2 separate regions of the Mus musculus genome follow, and region 2 is linked to region 1. A link is a contact called in public promoter capture Hi-C data. All regions are on one chromosome and are shown on one strand. The core of a region is the stretch at or near the end of the contact, and the rest is flanking DNA. Distances in the headings are between cores, read along the strand shown. Region 1 overlaps Gm26627 (a long non-coding RNA gene). Region 2 overlaps Ube2h (ubiquitin-conjugating enzyme E2H).

Region 1 (6,977 bases), core at 1,747-4,246:
CCCTGAGAGCAGCCAAGTCATATGTCAACACACATGTTCCTAAGGGCATTGGCAGTGTCCTGACTCCTACAGTCCAGGGTGATTCCATGAGTATGAGGCCCTCCCCATCTCGTCAAAGCTACAGCTCCTGCATCACTACTGTGAGCATCTCGGTGTCTCAGTTCTATTTCCTGGGGACCTTTGGCCCAAGGCTGTCCTTCCTTAGGCATATCCTGTAGACAGCCTGCCTAGTGGGGACAAGAAGGCGATACAGTGCACTGCCCTTGGGAAACCATTGAGAGAATAACTAATGTGCTTGGGTCTTAAATGTGACCCAATGCAGGTATGTTTAAGGCTTGGTCTCCAGGTAATGGTGTGAAGAGGTGCCAGAAACTTCAAGGGCAAGGCCTGAGTTGGAGGAAGTATTAATTGATGGTGTCCTCTAATGAGCGTATCATTAATTGCTGGTATCTTCTAATGAGCGTATCCAGACCACAGTCCCTTCCACTCTCCAGCATGGTGGTGCACGGCTATGATCCTGCACTCGGGAGGCAGAGGCATGGCTTGAGGCAAGAGTCTAGCCCTGTCTCCACAGTGAGGTGAGCCCACCGAGAAAGCTAAAACGTCCCGTTAGATTGGGGAAAGGACTTGGTTTTCACTGCTTCCTGTCAGCACTGGACTAGAAGTCTCAGTTAATACAGCAAGACGAGGAAAAGACAGACGACATTCACAAAGTGAGGAGAAGATAGAACAGTCCCCGCCTGCAGATGATGCAACTGTCTATGTATTAAATGTGAAACTCTTTTTTAAAAAACTAGAATTATAACTGCTGATGAGGTAGGATAGAAAGGCCAGGAAAATCATGTGGAAATGAGAAGGGGCCAGAAGATCCCCACCCCGGATCCAGCTGAAGTCTTTGCCAGCAGCAGGGGAAAATTCCAACACAATTAGCAGCTACTTGAGACTGTCTCCCTCCCCAGCCACGAGCCTGCCATTTTCTAGGAATCTTACCAAAACCTCCCATTTACAAGGAAAAGATGTGTCTAAAACTCCTTAAATACCCACCCCCTCCCTAGTGGCTTCTGGCTACCTTATCAGGTCACAATTTCAGCAAGCCATCTCATGTGTCTTTTATTCTGTGAGAAAGAGAAGGGGAAGATGGTTTAGCCACCTTTTGAGATGTGGCTTGAGAGTCAATTAATAACCTATATGGCCAGTGCTAAGACAGATAACTACTTATGTTTTTTTTGGAGAAGCCTGTTAAACCGTATTGAACATGTCTCTCCTCAGGTCTGACTTCTGGGGCCCCAATCAGTCATCCAGGGTTAGGGATGAGAGGAACCACTGAATTTACGATTCCCCACCTCATCCTTGGACTTAGGGGCAATAGGAGGTGAGGCCCCTAACATGTCCATCCAGGAAGGGGCAGAGATAGCAAAGACCTTTGGGAGTTCACCCAGCACAGTGCCAGAGTCCCCAACAGAGGGGGATTAAGTTGTGTTGGGGAGCTGGAGAGAGTCACAGAGACAAACCTACTGACTCCTGAGAATTTTAGTAATGCATTCAAGTTGCCTTATTGGTTTTTTTTAAAGATTTATTTATTTATTATAAATATATACACACTGTACTTACATATAATACTGTCAGTGTCTGAAGACACCCCAGAAAGGGGGCGTCAGATCTCATTACAGGTGGTTGTGAGCCACCATGTGGTTGCTGGGATTTGAACTCAGGACCTTCAGAAGAGCAGTCTTAACCGCTGAGCCATCTCTCCAGTCCCTGCTTTATTGTTAAAATATAAACTACTAGCCGGGTGTGGTGGTGCACGCCTTCAATCCCAGCACTCGGGAGGCAGAGGCAGGCAGATTTCTGAGTTCGAGGCCAACCTGGTCTACAAAGTGAGTTCCAGGACAGCTAGGGCTATACAGAGAAACCCTGTCTCGAAAAAAAAACCAAAAAAAAAAAAAAAAACTGCTAGCTGAATATGGTCTTTAACTTAGTCATAATTACAGTGAAGAATACAGATTCTAGATGTGTTAGCCTATTACAGGTACTCCATAGCACCACACGGTCACCTGGTGACATAGCCCAGATACAGAACATATCCACCAACACCAGAAGTTCCACTGAATCACCCAGGAGGCATTGGAGAGTCTGAGAGTGGGGCCTGAGGGCCAAGAATGAGATAGTGAAGGGAAGACACTTAGCGGACAGCCGCATTCCCACCCCTCCAGTCCTGTCCTGTTACCACTTAGCAGCTAAGAGATTTAAATTCCAGTGAGTCTCCAGTGGCCAGTCAAAAGAGACTGGGAAGATAGTGAGATGAACCAAGTCTGACACCCGAGTTTAATCCCAGGACCCATGTGATGGAAAGAGAGAACTGATTTCTAAAAGTTCTCTGATGTCCACGTGTGTGACATGGTGCATACATGTCCCCACCAATAAATGAATAACTATTTAAAAAGAGGAGCTAGTGGACTGGAGAGATGGCTCAGCGGTTAAGAGCACTGACTGCTCTTCTAGAGGGGCTGAGTTCAATTCCCAGCAACCACATGGTGGCTCACAACCATCTGTAATGGGATCTGATGCTCTCTTCTGGTGTGTCTGAAGACTTCTACAGTGTACTTACAATATAAAATATAAGTAAATAAATCTTTTTTTTTAAAGAGAGGGAGAGGGAGAGGGAGGGGGAAGGAGGGGGAGGAGAAGGGGGAGGGAAACAGACCTGCCTGGCCTCCTGGGCTGGTGAAGCTCTCTTCTTTGGTTTTAGAATAGAAGGCTTGGAGATCATTGCCAGCTCTAAAATATGCCCACCCACCAGGGTTGGCTACAATGTGAACTTCAGCAAAACTACATTGTTCTCTCACAAAAGCAAGCAAAACAAAACAAAAGCCCCCCAAAACAAACAAACACAAGCACATTTCTAAGATCCCAGCAGGTTGTAGGTGCTAGAGAAGTGCAGTCCTAATTGTATTGTCCTGTGGGCAGTGACCCGTCAGGAGCTCAGACTTTGATCCTTGACACAGCCCCTGGAGTTCAAGAGAGTGGACCGGAAGCCTGCACTGCTTCAGAGAAGCCGGAAGCTCAGCCGTGGGGAGCGCAGCCATAAAGAGAAAGCTCTGTGATGAACTCCAGCTGACGGCCTTTAGTTCCCCAGCCGTTTCTGCTGGATGTGTCTGGGTTGATGACGCATGCGCCCTCTCTGCTCTCATTTGTGCTTCGAAGCCTCACCCCAGCGGACACTCTGTTCTGCCCCAGACCCTCCCTCTCAGGAACTCCAGCTGATAGCCTCAACAGGACTTCCCCACCTCCACCTCCACCTCCCCCCAGCCCCACCCCCACCTCCGCTGATCTCTTCTATTGATTAGTCTATCTACTTACTTAAACTTACTCATTCAAAATGGACAAACAAACAGAAAAAAGGCCACTCTAGACCATTTTCCAGACTGCATAGCACAAAACTGGCATAGTAGGTAGTCGCTCCAAGATGCCATTTCTTATAAAAAACGAAAGAGGACTTACAGGACGATGGAAAGGCTGGTGGTGCCGGGAGTGATGGAGCCCATGACACCCAGTGTCCTGTGCATCAACTGCTGAGATAACAAGGGGACCGGGTCTTGTGCTCCTGCAACCCTGCAGTGATGGAGTCAACATTAGAGACTTTGGGATCTCTGTGCACTTTCTTTTCTGGTTTTTCTTGTTTACGAAGACTGTTCATTGATCAAGGTCACTGCCATCTCCATGGGCTTTTGCTAGAATGTAAAACTTCCTCTGTATATGAGACCACAGGGGGAGACAAGAAAACAGGGGCAGGTGCAAGAATCCAAGCAATGAAAAGATTTACCTGAGACCTGCATAAGGGGAAAAAATAAAATATACCTATAAAACAAGGTACAAATAATAAACTATTTTTAAAAGACAAGAGTTCTAAAAAGGCAATAAAGTCTTCATAATTAACTAACTTCTGGTTGCATTTGTCCCCAAAGGGATTAAATCAATAGATCAGAAGTGCCCTTTAAGGTCACATGAACGTTTTAAGGTCTGGATGTCCTGCTTGTTATATTGGGAAGTTGTAGTGTGTTGTTGGAGCTCTCTGGGATGTTGGCTGTGGAAACAGGGTTATGTTGCTCCCCACAATGCCTGGTTTCCAACCCAAGCATGTCAAGTGACTCTCCAGGGCCCTTGTCTGGGATGGGCTGCCCCACCTGTAAGTTGACCGGGAAGAAAGAGAAAGCAAAACAGGCCAGAGTTAGAACACTGTGCCTGGGGCAACCCATTTCCAACAGAGTTTCCTTCCCACGGTTTGTCCCAGGGCATAAAGGTGCCACCAAGGCAAGCTTGATCAGGAACTGCAGACGACTGCCTTAGCCTCCCCAGAGGTTTCTGCTGAGTGTTTGTACGCCTCTGATTGGGTGATGTTTCTGCTTGTCATTTGTTCTCATACTTGGAAGCTTCATCCTTGGGGACATTCTGCTTGCTTGGGGCTCTCTCGGGAACTCCAGCTTGCTGCCTCTGCAGGGTTTGCCCGGGACATTTCTGCCAGATGATTTGAGTACCTGGTTTGATATTTTGTTCGTCCTCTCTATGTCATGTATTAATACACTTAATACACTTACTTATTCAAAACCAAAAGATGCTATTGTAGATCATTCTCAGGATGAGGCATTGATACCAACCAGGGGGTGAGTGCTTATTTATTCTGCCCTGCGGCCCTGCAGAGATGCTCTGTGCGACTAGATGATCAGTGGCTGCTCTCTACAGCAACCTGTCTGGCTCACCATCCTTCCCTCTTTCACTCCTTGTATCAGAGATTCTATTTCCTGGGATCACATGCCAAAATAATTTTGCTTGTAGGTCTTTGTCTTAGTCTCTGCCTTCAGAGGACTCAGGGCAAAACAATCCTTGCAACCACACTGACAAAGGTTTTTAATTATTTAAAAACAGGCACAAGGGCTGGAGAGATGGCTCAGCGGTTAAGAGCACTGACTGCTCTTCCAGAGGTCCTGAGTTCAAATCCCAGCAACCACATGGTGGCTCACAACCATCTGTAATGGGATCTGGTGCCCTCTTCTGGTGTGTCTGAAGGCAACTACAGTGTACTTATATATAATAAATAAATAAGTCTTAAAAAAAATAAAATAAAAAAATAAAAACAGGCACAAAACATAGCCTTGGTTGGCTTAGAAATTGCTGTGGGGACCAGGCTGCCTGAAACTCAAGAGATGCAACTACCTCTGCCTTCCAAGTCCTGGGATTAAAGATGCATGTCACCAGTCTGATTTAACAGACTACTTTTATATTCCCATTTCACAGAGGAGGAGCCTGAGATGAGAAGTTTCAGCATCTACCAAGACCACTTGAAAGGTAAGGAGTAGGCCCACCGGGCACAGGGGTTCTGTGAGGAAGGGAGCAGGGATGGAGTGCTAGGGACCTGACATTGAGCTCTGACCCTGTGCCTTACACGCAATAGGACTTTGAACAGCTTACTCAGGATGTATCAGGTGGTTCATGGGTGACAGAGGGGCAGAGGCACCCACAATGCATGATTGGAATACAGATTAGAGACCATGAGAAAAGTGGCACAGGCCAGGAATCATAAGATGCTTGCCTCTTCCAGGTATGTATGTATTTATGTACGTATGTATGCATGCATGTATGTGCTGGCTGGTTTTGTGTGTCAACTTGACACAGGCTGGAGTTATCCCAGAGAAAGGCACCTCAGTTGAGGAAATGCCTTCATGAGATCCAGCTGTAAGGCATTTTTCTCAATTAGTGATCAAGGGGAAAGGCCCCTTGTGGGTGGTGCCATCCCTGGGCTGGGAGTCTTAGGTTCTGTAAGAAAGCAGGCTGAGCAAGCCAGGGGAGGCAAGCCAGTAAGGAACGTCCTTCAGTGGCCTCTGCTCCTGCTTCCTGGCCTGCTTGAGTTCCAGTTCTGACTTCCTTTGGTGATGAACTACAGTGTGGAAGTGTAAGCTGAATAAACCCTTTTCTCCCCAACTTGCTTCTTGGTCATGATGTTTGTGCAGGAATAGAAACCCTAAGACAGTGTGTGTATGTGTGTGTGTGTGTGTGTGTGTGTGTGTGTGTGTGTGTGTGTGTATGTATGTATTTGTGACAGAGTTCCTCTGTGTAGCCCTGGTTGTCTTGGAACTCAGTTTGTAGACCAGGCTGACCTCAAACTCACAGAGATCTGGTGGCTTCTGCCTCCAGAGTGCTGGAATTAAAGGTATGCACCACCACGGCCTGGCTAGGATTAATATTTTCAATCCACACAAATAGTTTCTGAGGAAGGCAATTAGAGGTTAGGGCCAAAGATGAGAAATTGGCTACTGTGGGCTGGTGGGATGGCTCAGCAGAGTAAATGGCTTACAGTGAAAAGGGTGATGACCCAAGTTAGGTCTGCAGAGGAGGGAGAATCCTGGAATCACCCTCTTAGGTCCACATACATGCTGTGGCGCTGAGGCACGCACGGGCCCAAACACCGCCAACCTGCTCCCCCAACACTAATAAATACAAGAGACAGAAATCAGCCACTGAAAGTGACGCCTCTTGTCTGAGATCACACAGAATTAAGCAATAGGCCAGACTCCGACTGAGGCCTGGCAACCTTGTTCCTGACCAGTCTGCCATCCTAACCCGCTTTGCAAGAGGCTCCCAGGTGACAGAAACAATGTTCCTGCTGGAGATGTGGCTCAGTTGAAAGAGTCCTTGCATGCATGAAGCCCTGGGTTCCATCTGGAACCCTGAATATAATCTTCATGGTGGTAAGTTCCTGTAACCTCAGACCTCAGGAGGCAGAGAATCAGAAGCCCAAGTTCGCCCTTGGCTACCTATGGACTTTGAGGTCAGCCTGGACTAGAGACTTGTCTCCAGGATATTCTTTTCTCTTCTTTTCTTTTCTTTCCTTCTCCGTCTCTGTCTCTGTGTCTCCTCTGTCTCTGTCTGTGACTCTGTCTCTCTCTTTCTGTCTCTCATTACTTCCGGGTTTGGACAAGAGC
Region 2 (6,977 bases), core at 3,094-5,593, 700 kb before region 1:
GTATATGAGTACACTGTAGCTGTACAGATGGTTGTGAGCCATCATGTGGTTGCTGGGAATTGGACTTAGGACCTTTGCTTGCTCTGGCGCCGCTCTCTCCAGTCCAAAGATTTATTTATTATTATATGAAAGTACACTGTAACTATCTTCAGACACACCAGAAGAGGGCATCAGATCTCATTACAGATGGTTGTGAGCCACCATATGTTTGCTGGGGTTTGAACTCAGGACCTCTGGATAAGCTGTCAGTGCTCTTAACCACTGAGCCATCTCTCCAACCTAAAAAGTACATTTTTAACCAGACATGGTGGTATATGCCTATAATCTCAGCATTTGAGAACTGTGGAAGAGGCAAAAAAGGTCAGAAGTTCTAATTATCCTTGGACTCAAGTTAGAACCATGAGCTCCCGACTAAAAAGAAAAAAAAAATCTTAATTACATTTGTTAAGGTTTTAAGGGCTCTGAGTCTCAGGTCTATAAACTTCGTTCAGAAAGAGCCTGAGTGTGGTGGTACACACCACATCCTCTCAGCACTGGAGGTACACTGGCAAGTTAGTGAGTACACCGTTGTTGTCTTCAGACATCCCAGAAGAGGTCTTCGGATCCCATTACAGATGATTGTGAGCCACCATGTGGTTGCTGGGAATTGAACTCAGGGCCTCTGGAAGAGCAGTCAGTGCTCCCAACAGCTAAGCCATCTCTCCAGCCTCCCTCATGGCAAGTTTTAAAGTTAGTCTAGTCACAGCAAGATCCAGACCTGCCAAGAATACACTGCTGTCTCACAAAACAAAACTGAAGAAACAGGGAAATGTTCCCACCCAGACCCAGTGCAGTCTGGTCAGCATCAGCAGACCTGTGTGATCTGCCTGCTCCTCAGCAGCTTCAACAGCACCACCCACAGCCTGAGGATGAGGGACCTGGGTCCAGCTTGTGCCCTGATGGGATTCCCACCACTGCCCTTCCGTCGTATGTGTTGGCCATTTACTTACACAGCGTGCTTTTAGGAACAAATGTGTTGTTTATTCAGCACTTCTTAAATTCTTTTTAACCAGCACTTTGGCCTAGGCTCTTGGGTGAGTGACCAAGGGTCTCTTCCATGACCCTGAGCCTCACATAGCAGCAGTTCCTGATGAGCAAACAGAGACCATTATCACTGTCTGCTTCCAAAGCCCAGGGGTCAGGCAGAACATTGTCGGGTGGGTGTCCTAATAAGTCACTGTGGAGTCACCACATTTCATTTCTGTCAGCGAGATAAGTCACTTTATTTTGATGGAAAGTAAACAGTGTTTATTGGGGCTGGAGAGATGGCTCAGCGGTTAAGAGCTCTGACCGCTCTTCTGAAGGTAAGAGTGTGGATTGCCCATTTCAACCTAGACAAGTCACTTCCTCTTCAGAGTCCCCCTTCTTTGCTTTTCGTTATTGTGACACTGGTGAGCAGGTGAGTTTGCACCTTGGGGTCACTGCGCTCACACCCTGTGTTTTCTTCACCCTACCCCTCTTTGCAGAGTACATCCAGAAGTACGCAACGGAAGAGGCCCTGAAGGAACAGGAAGAGGGCACTGGCGACAGCTCATCGGAGAGTTCTATGTCTGACTTCTCAGAAGATGAGGCCCAGGACATGGAGTTGTAGTAGAAAAGGCATCTGCTTTTCAGAAAGACTATTATTTCCTAACCATGAGAAGCAGACTCTAATATTCATATTTAAACAAAGCAATTTTTTTTATTACTAAACAAGGTTTTTATGAATAATAGCATTGATATATATATATTATATATCACCCTTTAGATCTTGATTTCTTGGTCATTTCTCAACCTGAGGTGCATAGCATATTCCCACATTCCATTTTGGTAGCAATATGCAGTCCGAATGCATGCATTCATAAGTCCATTTGGCCAAGTCAGCCTGTGTGCTACTGAACTGTCAAGAGATTGCCACTCTCATAGGTAAACATGAGGAAAACAGGAAAAGTTTGCTTCTTTTTATTGATGGTTCCAAAGAAACAAACCAAATCTACCAGCTCTTGGATGAAGATAGAACAGTGCTTTTCCAGAGTGGGAAGGAAGGGGTTGAGACGCGTGCTTTGAGAGCCTGTGAGGCTGCTCCGTCCTTGCCAGCTGCTCCCTAGTCCTGAGTGGTCCTTGGTGAGGAGCAGCAAGATGCAGCGAGTTGAGTGAGACTTAGGGCTTTTGATTTTTTTTTTTTTTTTTTTTGACTCGGATTTAAGTGCATTTTTCTAGGTAGACTCCTGCCCTCCTTGCTACCAGACCTGCAGCCACCTTGGTTTTGCCTTGGAGAACATTTGGGGAGCATTTCCTGAACCCATGTCTTTTGGGGGTACAGCTTGTCATCCAGCAGGAATTATTGAGCGAGCAGGACTGGAGGAGACGGGAATGAAGACACAAGAGTGACATCTGATCCTAGCACGGGGCCTGTTGATCCATTGCCTGGACTGAGCTGTGAAACTGGACGCGGTTTTGGTTTTTTGTTTTGTGTTTCTTTTTTCTTAATTTGTGTGAATTGTACCTAGACAGGTTACAGATTTAATTTTCACCTACCAAGGGACAGTCTCCTCCCTGGACAAGGCTCAGTGGACCATCAGATGGAGGAAGACTGGCCCCATTGCTTGAGCCCCTGTGCGACCCTTGACCTCCAGCCTTAGTTCTCCTGGAAGCTGCCAACTGCTTACGGGAGTGGGTAGATTGGGCGTCTGAGACCCAGAACATCCTAAATTTGCAATGGGTAACAGCTGAAACAAACGGAAGTTTTTGTACCAAAGTGGCCGGAGGTGGGGAAGAACTACTTTCGAGAATTGTTACGGAGGCAGGTTGAGGGGACACTTTGACCCTCCAAGGTAACAGCCAGTCAGATGGCTTGAGGTGCCTGGCCCATGCTGCCGGCTAAATGCCATCCAGTGTGCCCAGCAGTTTCAGACCTGACTCTGGAGGGAATTTGGAGACAGTGTAGACAGCAGCTCTGCTCTGTATTCTTTTTGACAAAACCAGAACAGTAGAAGTAGCCAATCGTAAGACCTGAAGACATTTTGAATGTCCCACTGGACTAACCTTTCTTTTGATGTGTGTTTTTAGTTTAGAAGTGCTATATTCCACAAGGGTTAAGTCAATGAGGTTGGAAGACACCTATCTTTTTTTTTAATTCAAAAAGCACAATCAGTCTTTCCTTTGAAAATCCATATAAAGTACAACTTTTAGCGTGATTATTTTCCTAAATACAAAGACAAATAATTTACTTATTTTATGTTAATTACGGGCATGAAGCAAAAGGTTTCTTTGGGGAACATGCAGTTTTGTAGTGCTGGGGTTGGTTCATGTCCTCTGGCACCCTGGCTTGTTGAAAGGTGGCTTTAGCTGTGTGCTGTGTACCTGCTTACGTGGCCTGCTGTCCTCTGTGTGATTAGGAGGGTTTCTGCTGGCCCTGCAGCTTGCTTCCCTGCGGATTAGGCCTTTGCTCATGCTATAGCCTTCATGTGGGTGCTACCTAGAGCAGGCGTGAACTGCTGGGTGGTGATTGTGAGTTCAGACAATAAAAAAAATGTATTTTTTTCAATACTGTATAAAAATAGTATTCTGATTACCTCCCCCTCAATAAAAAAAAAGTCCAGATAATTGCTTTTGATATTGATGGAAAAACTACAAAACAGACACAACAAACCAGAGCCAAGTTTGGGGAACGGGTGTGAGCAGCTCTGGCTCCTGACCCTCACCGGGTCCGCTTTGCCCCAGTGAAGAGACAGCATTCCTTCCTGTGCAGACCTGAGTGCAGAGTGTGTCCATCTCGGCGTATGGTGAAGGTGTCACTGGGTTCTGCAGCACTGGAGTTTCCATGACCGCTCCCACATCACCCCACCCTCGACTCTGGCACCAGTATGGTTCTATGCATGTTGCAGCTCTCTGGGCTGTGACTCTGTTAAGAAGGTTTGCCAGCTTTCTGGCCCTTCCCCGCTCCTAGTTACTAGATGACCATACTCATACTTGCAAAGGAGAGGAGAGAGTGCTAAAGCCTGGTTCTGACTGAGGGCTCTGCGTCCCTGCAGTAAACAGGTGAGATCTGCAGCAGGGCAGGGCTGCTTTAACAGGCAGGGGTGGCAGTAAGTCACAGCTGCTGCTGCTGTCGTCTGCCCGCCATTCAGCTAACCGTTCTGTTGAGGTCCTGCCTTGTGCTTTCCTAGTGGAAGCCGTCCTTTGCCCCCGTTGATGACTTGAGCCCTTGCCAAACAAACACCGATGAGTGAAGTGGCTGCAACTTGGCAGCCCCAAAACCTGCCACACCCCTGCACCCCTGGAAGCCCAGCACCGGGGCCAGCAGGCTGTGTTCCGTGCTTGCCAACCTAGACCCTGGCATTAGAAATTGTTTTGTCAGCAGTCTCTGCCCTCTCGAGAGAGATGAGCAGCCTCAACTGACGTTTCTATTAATGAGTTATCAGAAGTTGCAACATCTCTCCAGCACTAATGTGTTTTGTCCACTTCAAACGCTGTTCTAATTGCCAACCGGCTGCTCTAGGCTCCTGAGGAGTGTCCCTTCTCAAAGGAACTGCGCCCTGGAAAGGGCTCCCCGAAGTTCTAGGTGGCCTTGACCTGACACTTGCATTTTCTAGGCCACTCTTTGGGGTGGCTGAGAATCATGACAGACCCTCTGCCAGTCTCTAGTTTCTCTGGGTCAGGTTTCTGAGTACTGGCATTGGATTTTAAGCGGCATGTGACCCTTTGTGTTTTAGTGACTCAGAAAAGTCAAGCCATTTGCAAAAGTTAGCAGTTTGTTTTGTCAACTTGTAACTGGGTCATAGCCTTGCTGAGTGAAACCAACTCATTTCTGATTGGGCACAAAGAACTGCATTCTTTGGACGTGTGAATCCATGTTCCTCTTCCTCTGGCCACTGAACACCTCCACCAGCTCTTTGGGAATTGGATGGAAAGGCGGCCCCTGGGGGCCAGGGGTGTGCAGCTTCCCACTCACGGGAGGAGTGGCCAGGGCTCTTGGTTTAGCAATTACACAGCTCTAGGTGCGGGAAGAAATGGCCTTTAATTACTGATTGTATTTGGTACATATTGTGTGATACTTGAAGAGATAAAAGGGACTTACCAGCCCTTAATTGAAATCTAAGCTTTTTACCGCTTTCCCCTCCTTGCCCTCTCTCCTCCCTTCTGCCCTCCTTGCATTGTGATGATCTAGTGGGCATGTCTGTCACCTGGACAATTGCCTCTTCTGACTATAACCTCTTAATAGTTGTGTATAATGAAAACTGTAAACTTTTTTAAATAAAATGTGTATATACCTTGGCAAATGGCTGAACTTGATCTATCACAGCTGCCCCACGCACATCCAACACAACCAAGGGCAAATCAGGATAGTATGTCACTCTCGGGCAGCAATAACCAAGGGGGCCCGCCCGCAGATGGATGGCTGAGGTGTGAGCATCACAGCTGTCCCTGCAAAGCCCAGATGGGTTGGTCTCCTCGTCCTCTCTGAGGGTGTGAACTTGGTCTGAACTTGATGGTCACTGTCTGGACTGCCTGTGTGCCCAATGATAACTTCCCTGAGGAACCAAACCCTGCCTTTCAATTCCATTACAGCTCACATGCACTAACCAGCCAGCAGGTGGCAGTACCGTCCAGTCTCCTGAGCTGTCAGAGGACCTGAGACAAGGGTTTATTGTTAAGTAGGCATAGTGATGCTGTCTCCACGAGACAGCTTCATATCTGCCTGTTAACAGAAATTTGGCAAGAGGAAGCAGGTCAGGCACCAGACACCTGGGACTGTCCCTTGAATAAGGTAGAGCAATGAGGCACTCCTGAAACAGCAGTTCAACATGTGGTCCTCACTAGCCCCTTACCCAAAGGCCTGGAAACCAGAGCTATTGAATCCCGTAGGAGCTGGGCTACTTAAGTTCCAGCCCCTGTACCCTTCAGTCCTTGGCTAAACAATGAAGTCTGCAAGTCTTCCTTGCAGACCTGATTCAATACCATAGCCCCTTTAAAGGCTACTTGGAACACTAAGGTCCTAATACAGGTTTGGAGTTTTTAGACCCAAGAGACTTTGGGAGTTCATAGAACCCATTTTTGACTGAACTGGGAAATGTGGGTAACAGCCCCAGGAGGAGTCCACAGCAATCTCACCCTCAGCAGCCCTCTGGGTGTCAAAACCTTGTCCTCCTTTCCTGAGGCATGGCTCCTTTTCCAGGAGAGGGGGTTTCTAAAGTTTGTGATTTTAGACAGTTGGGGTCCCAGAGGTTGTACTTATGTATTAGTTAGGGTTTTACTGCTGTGAACAGACACCATGACCAAGGCAAGTCTTATAAAAAAACATTTAATTGGGGCTGGCTTACAGGTTCAGAGGTTCAGTTCATTACCATCAAGGTGGGAACATGGCAGCATCCAGGCAGGCATGGTGCAGGAGAAGCTGAGAGTTCTATGTCTTCATCCAAAGGCTGCTAGTGGAAGACTAACTTCCAGGCAACTAGGGTGAGGATCTTATGCCCACACCCACAGTGACGTACCTACTCCAACCAGGTCACACCTCCAAATGGTGCCACTCCCTGGTCCAAGGACATACAAACCATGACAATTTAGGAACTTCTCTCAGTCTGAAGGGCAACAGGACCCTCCCCCTCTGGACTGAGGTGCTGAAACCCTGGAATCTCGGGGTGCCCTACCCACCAGAGAAGAAAAACAAGGTTTAGGATACCCACAACTCCTAGACCCACCAAACACACCCCAAGATAGTTCATTGTGGCTGGCTGAGGTGTGATCTCCAGAGCTACAACCTCTGGAAAGGTGAAGGTTTTCTGACCCCTCGGGTATTTAAAGTTACCTCAAAGGAGTGTTCCCTCTATCTAGTTCAGAGCTGTGTTCTTGTCTATGGGGATGGAAATACACACACACACACACATAATAGATAACACAGATTTTTTTTCATACATATACACACATGTGTGTGTATGTGTGTGTGTGTGTATGCCCTT

The links. Promoter capture Hi-C pulls out the DNA fragments that hold promoters and counts their contacts.
Region 2: a promoter capture Hi-C map of liver shows a contact between it and region 1, with 2.3 times the contacts expected there. The contact joins two enhancer-like sites. A contact is called at or near these places in 2 of 39 promoter capture datasets (hippocampal neurons and liver) and 1 of 15 datasets of contacts at CTCF or cohesin (embryonic stem cells).

What each region holds. Positions count from the first base shown.
Region 1 is chr6:29,509,605-29,516,581 of GRCm38.p6, reverse strand. All of the region lies in intron 2 of Gm26627 (a long non-coding RNA gene), which reads right to left. Among named protein-coding and RNA genes, the nearest start is that of Kcp, 5.1 kb to the right of the region's middle. Within about 2 kb of position 2,996, at least 162 of the 459 cell types and tissues checked have an H3K27ac peak or open chromatin away from gene starts, as enhancers often do. A contact at or near this core is called in liver, where this site is marked.
Region 2 is chr6:30,209,612-30,216,588 of GRCm38.p6, reverse strand. It overlaps Ube2h (ubiquitin-conjugating enzyme E2H), which reads left to right. Exons shown (of 7, transcript NM_009459.3): 7 at 1,506-5,300. The coding sequence ends at 1,630. Among named protein-coding and RNA genes, the nearest start is that of Gm31221, 35 kb to the right of the region's middle. Within about 2 kb of position 4,343, at least 26 of the 459 cell types and tissues checked have an H3K27ac peak or open chromatin away from gene starts, as enhancers often do. A contact at or near this core is called in liver, where this site is marked.